2 separate regions of the Mus musculus genome follow, and region 2 is linked to region 1. Evidence: chromatin contacts called from public Hi-C data. All regions are on one chromosome and are shown on one strand. Each heading gives the region's core, a stretch centred on a gene start, on an enhancer-like site or on the middle of the called end of the contact. The rest is flanking DNA. Distances are from core to core; before and after follow the strand shown.

Evidence for each region. A called contact is a pair of places that touch in the nucleus more often than the background predicts.
Region 2: a Hi-C map of bone marrow-derived macrophages shows a contact between it and region 1, with 48 read pairs. The contact joins two enhancer-like sites. A contact is called at or near these places in 1 of 15 datasets of contacts at CTCF or cohesin (the NIH/3T3 cell line), 3 of 484 Hi-C or Micro-C datasets (the AML12 cell line, bone marrow-derived macrophages and dorsal root ganglion neurons) and 1 of 115 datasets of contacts at active chromatin or transcription factors (bone marrow-derived macrophages).

Annotation. Positions count from the first base shown.
Region 1 is chr2:145,727,374-145,732,004 of GRCm38.p6, forward strand. All of the region lies in intron 2 of BC039771 (cDNA sequence BC039771), which reads left to right. Among named protein-coding and RNA genes, the nearest start is that of Gm34513, 5.9 kb to the left of the region's middle. Within about 2 kb of position 3,323, at least 39 of the 459 cell types and tissues checked have an H3K27ac peak or open chromatin away from gene starts, as enhancers often do. A contact at or near this core is called in bone marrow-derived macrophages, where this site is marked.
Region 2 is chr2:145,802,168-145,806,692 of GRCm38.p6, forward strand. The region is part of intron 2 of Rin2 (Ras and Rab interactor 2); the gene reads left to right. Among named protein-coding and RNA genes, the nearest start is that of Rin2, 18 kb to the left of the region's middle. Within about 2 kb of position 1,939, at least 15 of the 459 cell types and tissues checked have an H3K27ac peak or open chromatin away from gene starts, as enhancers often do. A contact at or near this core is called in bone marrow-derived macrophages, where this site is marked.

The DNA of each region.
Region 1 (4,631 bases), core at 2,073-4,572:
GCCATCCCCTTCAGTTCCTTTATTCCTTCCCCAAACTTTTCCATGGTGATCTCCAATCTCCATCTTATGCTTGATCCTTTTGTGTCTTAATTAGATTTCATTGTACAAATTCCCTGAATTTCATTTATGTATTCTGTGTTGGTAGCGATTATGACTGTTTTGGCTTTATTATAATTCCCAAGGTGCTATGTAGAATGTCCTAATGCAAGATTTTTAAGGACATTTATTTCATTTTGAGTGTAATTTCTGGATAATGTAAGTATGTACTTATTTTTTTATGAAACTGCTAAATTGCTATCCTTAGAGGATGTAGTAATTTATATTCCCCGCTCCCCGTTGTATCTGAGCATCGCCACTTTTTGAGCCACGTCCCCACCCACAGCTGATATCATGGATCTTCTATTTTATCACACTGGATAGCTCTGCTGCAGTGTGTGGTGGTCTGAGCATTTCCCTGATGATTCATGGCACTGAACATCTTTCCACATGCTGATCTGTCGTCATCTGTATGACCTCCCTTGGTTTAATATGTTTGCATATTTGGTTTATTCTGTGTTTCATTGTTTTGTTTTTGTCAAGTGGCAAGAGTTCCTAAGAATTGCAGGGTTTTTGGGTTTTTTTCATGTTCAGAATCCACATAAAAAAGTAAACAGTACTCTAGTACTCAGGACTCTTATGTCATAATAGCATACTCTGGAATTATTTTGTAAGATGGTTAGCGTCACCAAAAGCATCTAACGGAAGGGCAAAGGGGAATTGGATTGTCAGTCGTTGGCCAGAGACAGTGATTGTTGGGCGGCAGCTCAGTGGATCTTTTTAAATGGAGAAAGCCTCCTTAACCGCTGGGAATGGGTAGCAGGTGATTAGAAAAGACGTGGAGGCGCTTTTTACTATCTTCCTCTCTCCAGTAGCAGGGTATAGAGGAGAATTGCCAGCCATACAAAGTTCCCATGGCAGTGGGCTATCAGACCAGGAAGGGACTAAGCATGCTCAATAACACATGTGCTCCATGCTGGGTATCTCAGTGTGTTCCCCTCCACAGTGGCCTCTGCCCCTTGGCTCCTCTTGCCCACCAGTCTTCTCTTTTGACATCAAACCCTTACCTTCTCAGCATTTCTCATAGAATAAAAGTGAGCCAAACACATGCCTGTGACTGAGTTAAAACAGCCACCAGTGAGTGAGTTATCCAATATCAGATGACATTTTTTAAAAAATGAGGCAGAAAAAGACTGTTGTTCAATTTATTTGCTGTCTCCTGATACTCAGTGAGACCCACCTTGTCATTTACTGAATCCTATGGAGCCTCACAGTGCACAGGATGCTGCTCGGGGCTAAGGGAAGTTCATCATGAGCCAAAGTCCTTCGACACGTTTCCTCAAGACACTTCTATTGTGGCAGAAGAAATGCGTGATGATGATTAGAGGCCCACCATGGGGTCTTGGCTATAATAAGCTACAATATTAAGTAAGTGAGGCAGAAGTTGGTGAGTGCAGATTCTGGAATGGTACACTCCAGAAGATTAACAAGTAGGGCTGAGGCTTTAAAATTCTCTCTTCTACATTTTCGATGGCTTTGTTTTGCTTTTGTGATAAAAATGATACTTTTGGTGTAAAAAAAAAACAGATTTAAATTCACCCACGATGAGCTGTTATATCATAATTCTGTAGCCAAAAATATTGACAAGTTCAACCAGAAAATACTGTCTTTATGTCTGGGGTATAGTTTTAACATGTTTTAAGGAGGGAGGCATTTGGAAACATAGATAACTTATAGAAAACTAGATGTGTTGGTAATATGATCCCAAATGTTTCATGTGAAATGATCGATAATATCTTTGGGTCTTACTAAGTGACAAAATGTGCTGTGTAGTTTAGAATAAAACACGGTATCCTTAAATGCTGAACACAGAAAGCAAGTGTTTCTCGTGTTTGCTCTGAACCGTTTCATGGCAGGTGAGACGTAAATGTGTACTTGAAAAGTCACAAGTGGGGTGTGAAAGCAGGGATTGCTGAGGTTTGAGAAGCTTGGCCGTAGGAGATTCACAAACGTGGGGAAGAGAGTCACCCAAAGCCAGCCACTCTGACGCTATCTATACCCAGGCTGTCTGCTGCAGGCTCGACTCTCTTGAGCATTTAGGTTTGTGAGTGGTACGTGGATAGGTGACCGTGCTGTACACCTCCTCTGCCCTCTTTTTTTCTCTTCCTCGGTGCCTCCACCAGCCCGATGCTTCCTGATCCTGACTCATGGTGACTGTTCACAGCAACTGCTGCAGTCATGTAACATTCTACCCAAGGCTGCTCCCCCTCCCCACCCACATTGTTAAAGTCATTCAGCCCCTGATTTTTAAAGTCTACATGCTCATCTATAGGGCCAAAATAAACTAGATCCCCTCCAAACATTAATTCAATACTATGAATTAATTTTATGAAATTTGGCTATGTCTTGTTTTTCTACTCACAAAGAGGCTCAACATTTGTTTCTGCGTGGTTGTAATAAGCTCATACATCGAGTCTGAGCTTCATGGCTTTGTGTTTGCTTCCAGAAGGTTCCATAGTGATGGATTCCAGTAACTTTGAAGATTGCTTGTGAGATAATCAGATTTGTTTGTTTTGGTTTTTTTTTTTATTTCATTTGAATGGATTTAATCTTATCCTCTTATCTAAAGCTATTAAGTAATTCATTTTGAGAATTAAATTATGCTAGAGAAAAGACAATACAGCAGAAGCTTTTATATGTAAAGATAAAAGGAATATAAAGCAAAAAGTCAAAGTTTCAAAGTTTGGTGGTATGCAAAAGAAATCAAAGAAGGCATATAAAGGAATGTTGAAGAGTATCAAAAACTATTACATTGCTCCCCTTTGCTTCTCACCACTCCTGAGTTTGCTGACAAGAGTTCAGTTGTTTTGTGCAGTTGCACTGGGACGATGCTGGTTTACTTTGTCATCATTGCGTTTCTTTGTTTTGGAAAGTCACTTTTCTGCTGCTCCTTTACACGCCATAAAAGCGGAAGCCACCCCGACATTCTCGGTGTGGTATTTGCTGATACTGAAGTGTGTTTATGTGGTTTCAATCTGTAGTCCCCAAACCCCTGCTCCTTAACCTTTTCTTTTGGATAATGTGAATCATGGTTCGTTTTTGTTTTTTGTTTTGTTTTTTTTTCTTCTACCCTCGGCTCCATGATTCAGAACCATTCACTTCCTCAGGATCACTAAATTGCCCCCACAGCCCTCTGGGAAGCTGATTTGTCATGACTGAGCAAGCCACCTTGTGTGCCATTGGCCAGCACCAGCTGAATAGCTACCCTGAGGGAGTGGGATAAAGGTGGCCGCCACATCCTGCTTTGGGGAAGTGACAAAAGGCCCAGTCTTGAGGATGTGTCTGCTTTGTAGCAGTGCATGGGTTCCTCTTTATTTATAATGTACAGATAAATCTCATATTGAGAAAAGACAAAGCTGTCTCATTGGTGGACTCACTTCTACTCACAAGGTGCAGTTATAAGAGTTGAGCATCACCATCCCCACGGGTTCATGGTACATGTTTGTGAGTGACTTGAATTTTACCATATAGATGCAGCTTTGAAAAACTTGGAACGGATTCATATACCCCAAACACATTTGAACTTACTTGAGTCTAATTTCAGAGAAATTCGAGGCAAGAGTTTTTTTTTTTTTTTTTTTTTTTTTTTTTCTGTCCCTCCTTAGACGAGACGTACCAAGTCATTCTGAAAGTGGTACCTTAGTTACGCTCAGGTATTTTCAGTAGTTTCCACTCCGTGTCATCTTGTCCATAGAAAGCTCGAGATTATCAGCCCCAAAGGTAGATGGGACCCCACCTCTACATGAGGCCCTTTTCTTACTTATTGTAAAACAAACCTTTCAGGTTCATGAGACAAAGTAGTTTAAGAATGGGGACAAACATGTAAAGTAGTTACAGGCTGGACACGTGTCAGAAGGTCAGTTTTGCTTTCAGCTTTAGGTAGTGTTAAGACTGAGTTTTTAAAAAAGATTTATTTATTTGTATTATGTATCTGAGTACACCGTAGCTGTGCAGATGGTTGTAAGCTATCATGTGGTTGCGGGAAATTGAACTCAGGACCTCTGCTCGCTTCGGCCCAAAGATTGATTTATTATTATATGTAAGTACACTGTAGCTGTCTTGAGACACAGCAGAAGAAGGCGTCAGATCTCATTACGGATGGTTGCTGGGATTTGAACTCAGGACCTTTGGAAGAGGAGTCAGTGCTCTTAACCGCTGAACCATCTCTCCAGCCCAAGACTGAATTTTTACCTCAGGTTTCCTGTAAGCTTCCCAACATGGAAACTTAGGGATAGAAACACTGGTAGCAAACAGTGCCTCCTGGAAAGGGGTGGATGTCACTGACCCTAAGCTGAGTCACAAGCATACAAAGCTGGATCAAGAGACAGAGAGAAGGCTCGGTCTGTAAAGGCCCTTACCACCAAGCCTGGCAAAATGGAAGCTGAAAGATACTGGAAAATTACCTTTATATTTTCAAAATTAAAATCACTCCATGGTCAGTAGCTTGTTTGGGGTCAGGTACTGTGGAGGGCCAAGGCTGAGGATCAAGTTCTCATGGATTGGATGTAGAGTCTGAGCTTCAGTCAAGAGCTAAA
Region 2 (4,525 bases), core at 689-3,188, 73 kb after region 1:
TTTGAGGCAAGGTGTCGCTGTGAACCTAGGCTGGCCTTGGACTCAAAGTCAAATGCCCTGCTTCTAGATTTCTGGGAACACAGGTTTATGCCATCACATTTGGCTATAAATTTTGTTATTTCAGCACAGTCCACGATGAAAACCAAAAAACGTAAACGTTGACCTGAGAATCTTCTGTAGCCCATTCCCTGGGTTTGTTGATGGCTCAGCTATGTCCTTTAAGGAACTTCTTTTCCCACCTTCCTAGATCCAGTCAGGATCTCCCATTGTCACAAGTCTTTAGTCTCCAAATGATTCTGCTGCATTTGTCCTGACAATTCCATGTTTCATTTCCTCCTGAAATGCCATGCGTCATAGGGAGGACTCCCATCAGTGTTCAGTCTAATGAATTTTCACCAAGTCCATATACTTGGTACTGATTTTAAATGGTGCTTATGTGTGAAGCCAAGAAATAATGCTGTGACTATAAGAATGGCTGATTCTCATGAGTGAGTCCAAGATCTGGGGGCATGGCTCAGTGTCAGCACACTTCCCAGTATGTGCAAGGCCCAGGGTTCCATCTCCTATGTCACCAGCATGCTGGGTAATCTTCAGTGTCAACATGACTGGATTTAGAATCATTAGGAGACTGAAGCACGCCTGTCTATGAAGGCATTTCCAGAGCATGAACTCTAGTGGGAAGGTCTAACTTAGCAATGAGTGGCACCACTCCATGGACTGGGTGGGCTGGAAGCACAGGTCGATTGAAAATAGGACAAGGGATAACTGAACACAGGCCTCCACTTCCACCAGTCCATGCCTGCTTCCTGCTTCCTAGTTTGTCCTGATGTGAATGGCTGTCTCCACCATGCCTTTCCAACAGTCTGACCTCTCCAGAACTGTGAGTCACAACTAATCCTTCCTTCTACAAAGTGTTTCTTTCAAGCATTTTGATCACAGTGGTAATAGAATAATCAATACAACTGAAAACTAAACAAACAAACAAACAAACAAACAAACAAAAATCTCACGAATGAGCCCAGTATCTGGATGTGCAGTAAGCCATGGCCTTGGGACCACACAAGAGAAGTAGACCATGAGCCGGGCGTGGTAGTGCACGCCTTTAATCCCAGAACTCGGGAGGCAGAGGCAGGTGAATCTCTGAGTTCGAGGCCAGTCTGGTCTTCAAAGTGAGTTCCAGGACAGCCAGGGCTACAGAGACAAACCCTGTCTCAAAAAAAAAAAAAAAAAAAAGAGAAGTAGACCATAGCTCCCATTGAAGGACTCCAAGGTCTTCCTTTGCTTGTATTCCTAGCCGTCTGGACGTCAGGATTTGTTTTTAAGGCTATTATTCCATTGTGTGCATATGCCACATTTTATTTATGTGTTCTTCCATCCATCCGGGGACCTTGGGCTTGGCAGTTATGCATAGTGAGATTATACACAGGAGCTGGATTCCTATAGCAGCTTGCTCCTATTTCCGACTTACCACTCGACGTGTTTCGATAGCTAGATCAAGCTGAGCATTAAAAACAGATTCCAAGGCTCGATCTCAACTTCAAGAGTCTTCCTCAACTATGTGTCAACTAGATTCAGACAAAAGGCATCTGGTCAGAGAAAATGTGCTCTGCTGGAGCAAACCGCTACGAGCCAGATAAGACAGGGGCTCCCCACTTTTCTCCATAAACACAAAGAGAGAGGGGTGGTGTTTGAGCTTGTCTAGTTTGGTCATCTCTGTCACATCAAATGGGCCCTCTTGGGATATCTCAGTCCAGCTTCTCGATTGCAGAAGGCTGGTCCACATTAGAAAGATCCTGGCATTCTCAGGACGATGGTAATCCCTCACCACCCCACCGACTGAGCAGCAGGGCCATGCTTTACTGTCCTGGCTAGTTGATACCATCAGGTACGGGAAAGCATTTAGTTCCCAGAATCTGAGCGTGTCCCACACAGAGATGACCTCATCCCCTGTGCAAAGAACCAGTGACAGTGCAGTGGGGGAGGGGCCGCTTCACACTTGGACTACTCTAGGCCTTCATGTCAGATGACATTCGGTGTCCCCACCATTCAGAAGCTGGAACTGTGTTATTATGATTGTTTCTTTAAAAGTGAATCTCAAGCCGGGCGTGGTGGCACACACCTTTAATCCCAGCACTCAGGAGGCAGAGGCAGGCAGATTTCTGAGTTCGAGGCCAGCCTGGTCTACAGAGTGAGTTCCAGGACAGCCAGGACTATACAGAGAAACCCTGTCTCGAAAAACCAAAAAAAAAAAAAAAAAAAAAAAAAAAAAAAAGTGAGTCTCTACAGCATGGGTTTGTCAACAAGCAAACAAGCATCTATGCCGTAGCAATAGCAAGCCCACAAACAAGACAAACAAAACCCACAAACAAAAGACTACTGTGGTGTCTGGTTTTGTTATTGTTTGAATCGTAGGTAAGTGTGTGTCCCATAAAATTTGTAACTATAGCCATTTTTAAACGTCTACTTCCTTGGCATTAAGTACATTTAAATTATTGTGCAACCGTCACCACCCTTCAGCTCCCAAACTCTTTTCATCTTGCAAAACTGAAACTATCCTCACCAAATAGTCAGCGGTTTCCTCTCCTCTTTGTTACCGGCATTCTCTCTGCTGCTGTGAAGATGACAGCTTTAGGTTCCTCCTGTGAGTGGGCTCGAGACATGTATCCTTCTCTGACTAACTAGTTTCATCTAGCAAAATATCTTCAAGATCTATCCAATGTTGTCTCCTGCATCAGAGTGTCCTTCCTTACTCAGGATTAATAATAGCCTTCGGTCATCACACCATACTTAACCCATTTTCCCGTGTGTAGCGCCAGCATTTCTGAGAGCCACAAACACTTCCACTGTTCCTCCACAGTTGACAGTGTATTTTTAAAGACTGCTGCTCAAGTCTCTTGCCCTGAATGGGAAAATTAAGTCTCTAATTAAGGAGCCCACTCACTTACAAGAAACACGACCAGAGTGTGTTGCGGTGAGCCTGTGACAGGACTGACATTGAATCTCAGTCTCTATTTTGAAATGAAAACCTCAATGTCTGCTGTCTGAGAGCGATGAACTACTTAGGAAGCATGCCAGGGATTCAGGGACCTGGGATGAGATTCTAGAAGCTTCCATGTTGCTTTCCATGATGACTACACTAAGCCATGCCGAGGCCAATAAGAGGGGTACATTCTCTAGGGCCAGGCCAATAAGAGGGGTACATTCTCTAGGGCCAGGACAGCTGCCCTTGTTTTGGGGGGAAACGATTGTTTTCTCTCTCATGGCCAAACTCATTTTGATTCTTATTTCCCTGATGATTAATGATGGTAAACCTTGTTCTCGGATGCCCATTGACCATCTGTATACAGTAGTTTATGGGCATATCTATTTTGGTCCCTTGCTTATATTTTTAAAATAATGGTTCTGGGGGCTGTTGAGTTATTTGAGTTTCTTATATTATCTGTCTATACACCTTTTACCATATTCAAAATTCAGATGCTTCTCATTTCTTTTGCTGGGCAGAGGCTTTTAGTTTGGTATAACCCTTTTGGGGAATTTGTGTGTGTGTGTGTGTGTGTGTGTGTATGTATATATATATATATATATATATTTGCCTTTGTTGTCTTTGAGATTTTGTACAAAAATATGTGTGACCCAACCAATATGATGGAGAAGTGTCCTATGCTATCATCTAATAGCTTCATAGATTTGGTTCTTATGTTTAAGTCTTTGATCAATTTTAGGTCATTTTTACATACAGTTAGAGCTAGAGGTCTGGTTTCACCCTTGAGCATGTAGACAGACATCCAGTTTTCTCAGCATCATTCCTTAAAGAAACCACCTTTTGCCACTCACAAGGTCTGTTGTTTGCATACTAGTCAAAAATCAACATTTTCTATAGAGTGGGCTTTATATAACTGGCCTATGTTACTGTTTTTATCAACAGTGCCATACTGTTTTGATTTCTAGAGCTTTGTAGACTATTCTGAAGTCAGTTTGTCTGATGATTCCAACTTCGTTCTTCATGTTCAAGACTGCTTTGGTTATTCAGTGAATCCTGTGCTTTCAAATAAATTTTAAGATTGTCTTTTTTCCATTATTAAGAAAAATGCCATTGGGATTTTAATACAGATTGCCTTGAATTGGTGGAATACTTTGGATGGTGTTAGTAAGTTTCACATCTCAGTGATTCATCCCCTGAGGTTGCTGATCATATTCATGAAAATGAGAATAACCGGGCTGTAATTTGCTTATAGTGCAAATTCCCTTCTCAGAGCCCTCCCCCCCATCCCTTCTCTAAACTGAGAATATGTTGTCAGAAGATATGATGATTCTGGGCTTACAGAAAACATCTCCATGTTGCAAAATGTCCATCCTGATGTTGCAAGTTGCAGATTCATGCCTCCGATCTAGTTCTTCCTTTTTGAACATTTGATCTATTCTTCTTATTACTATTCTTATTAGAAACCCAAGCCACAAGTACTGTGGCTAGCGTCCCCAGGGACACTAAGTGCATTTCACTGTGATTCTGGTAGGCAGCACCCCC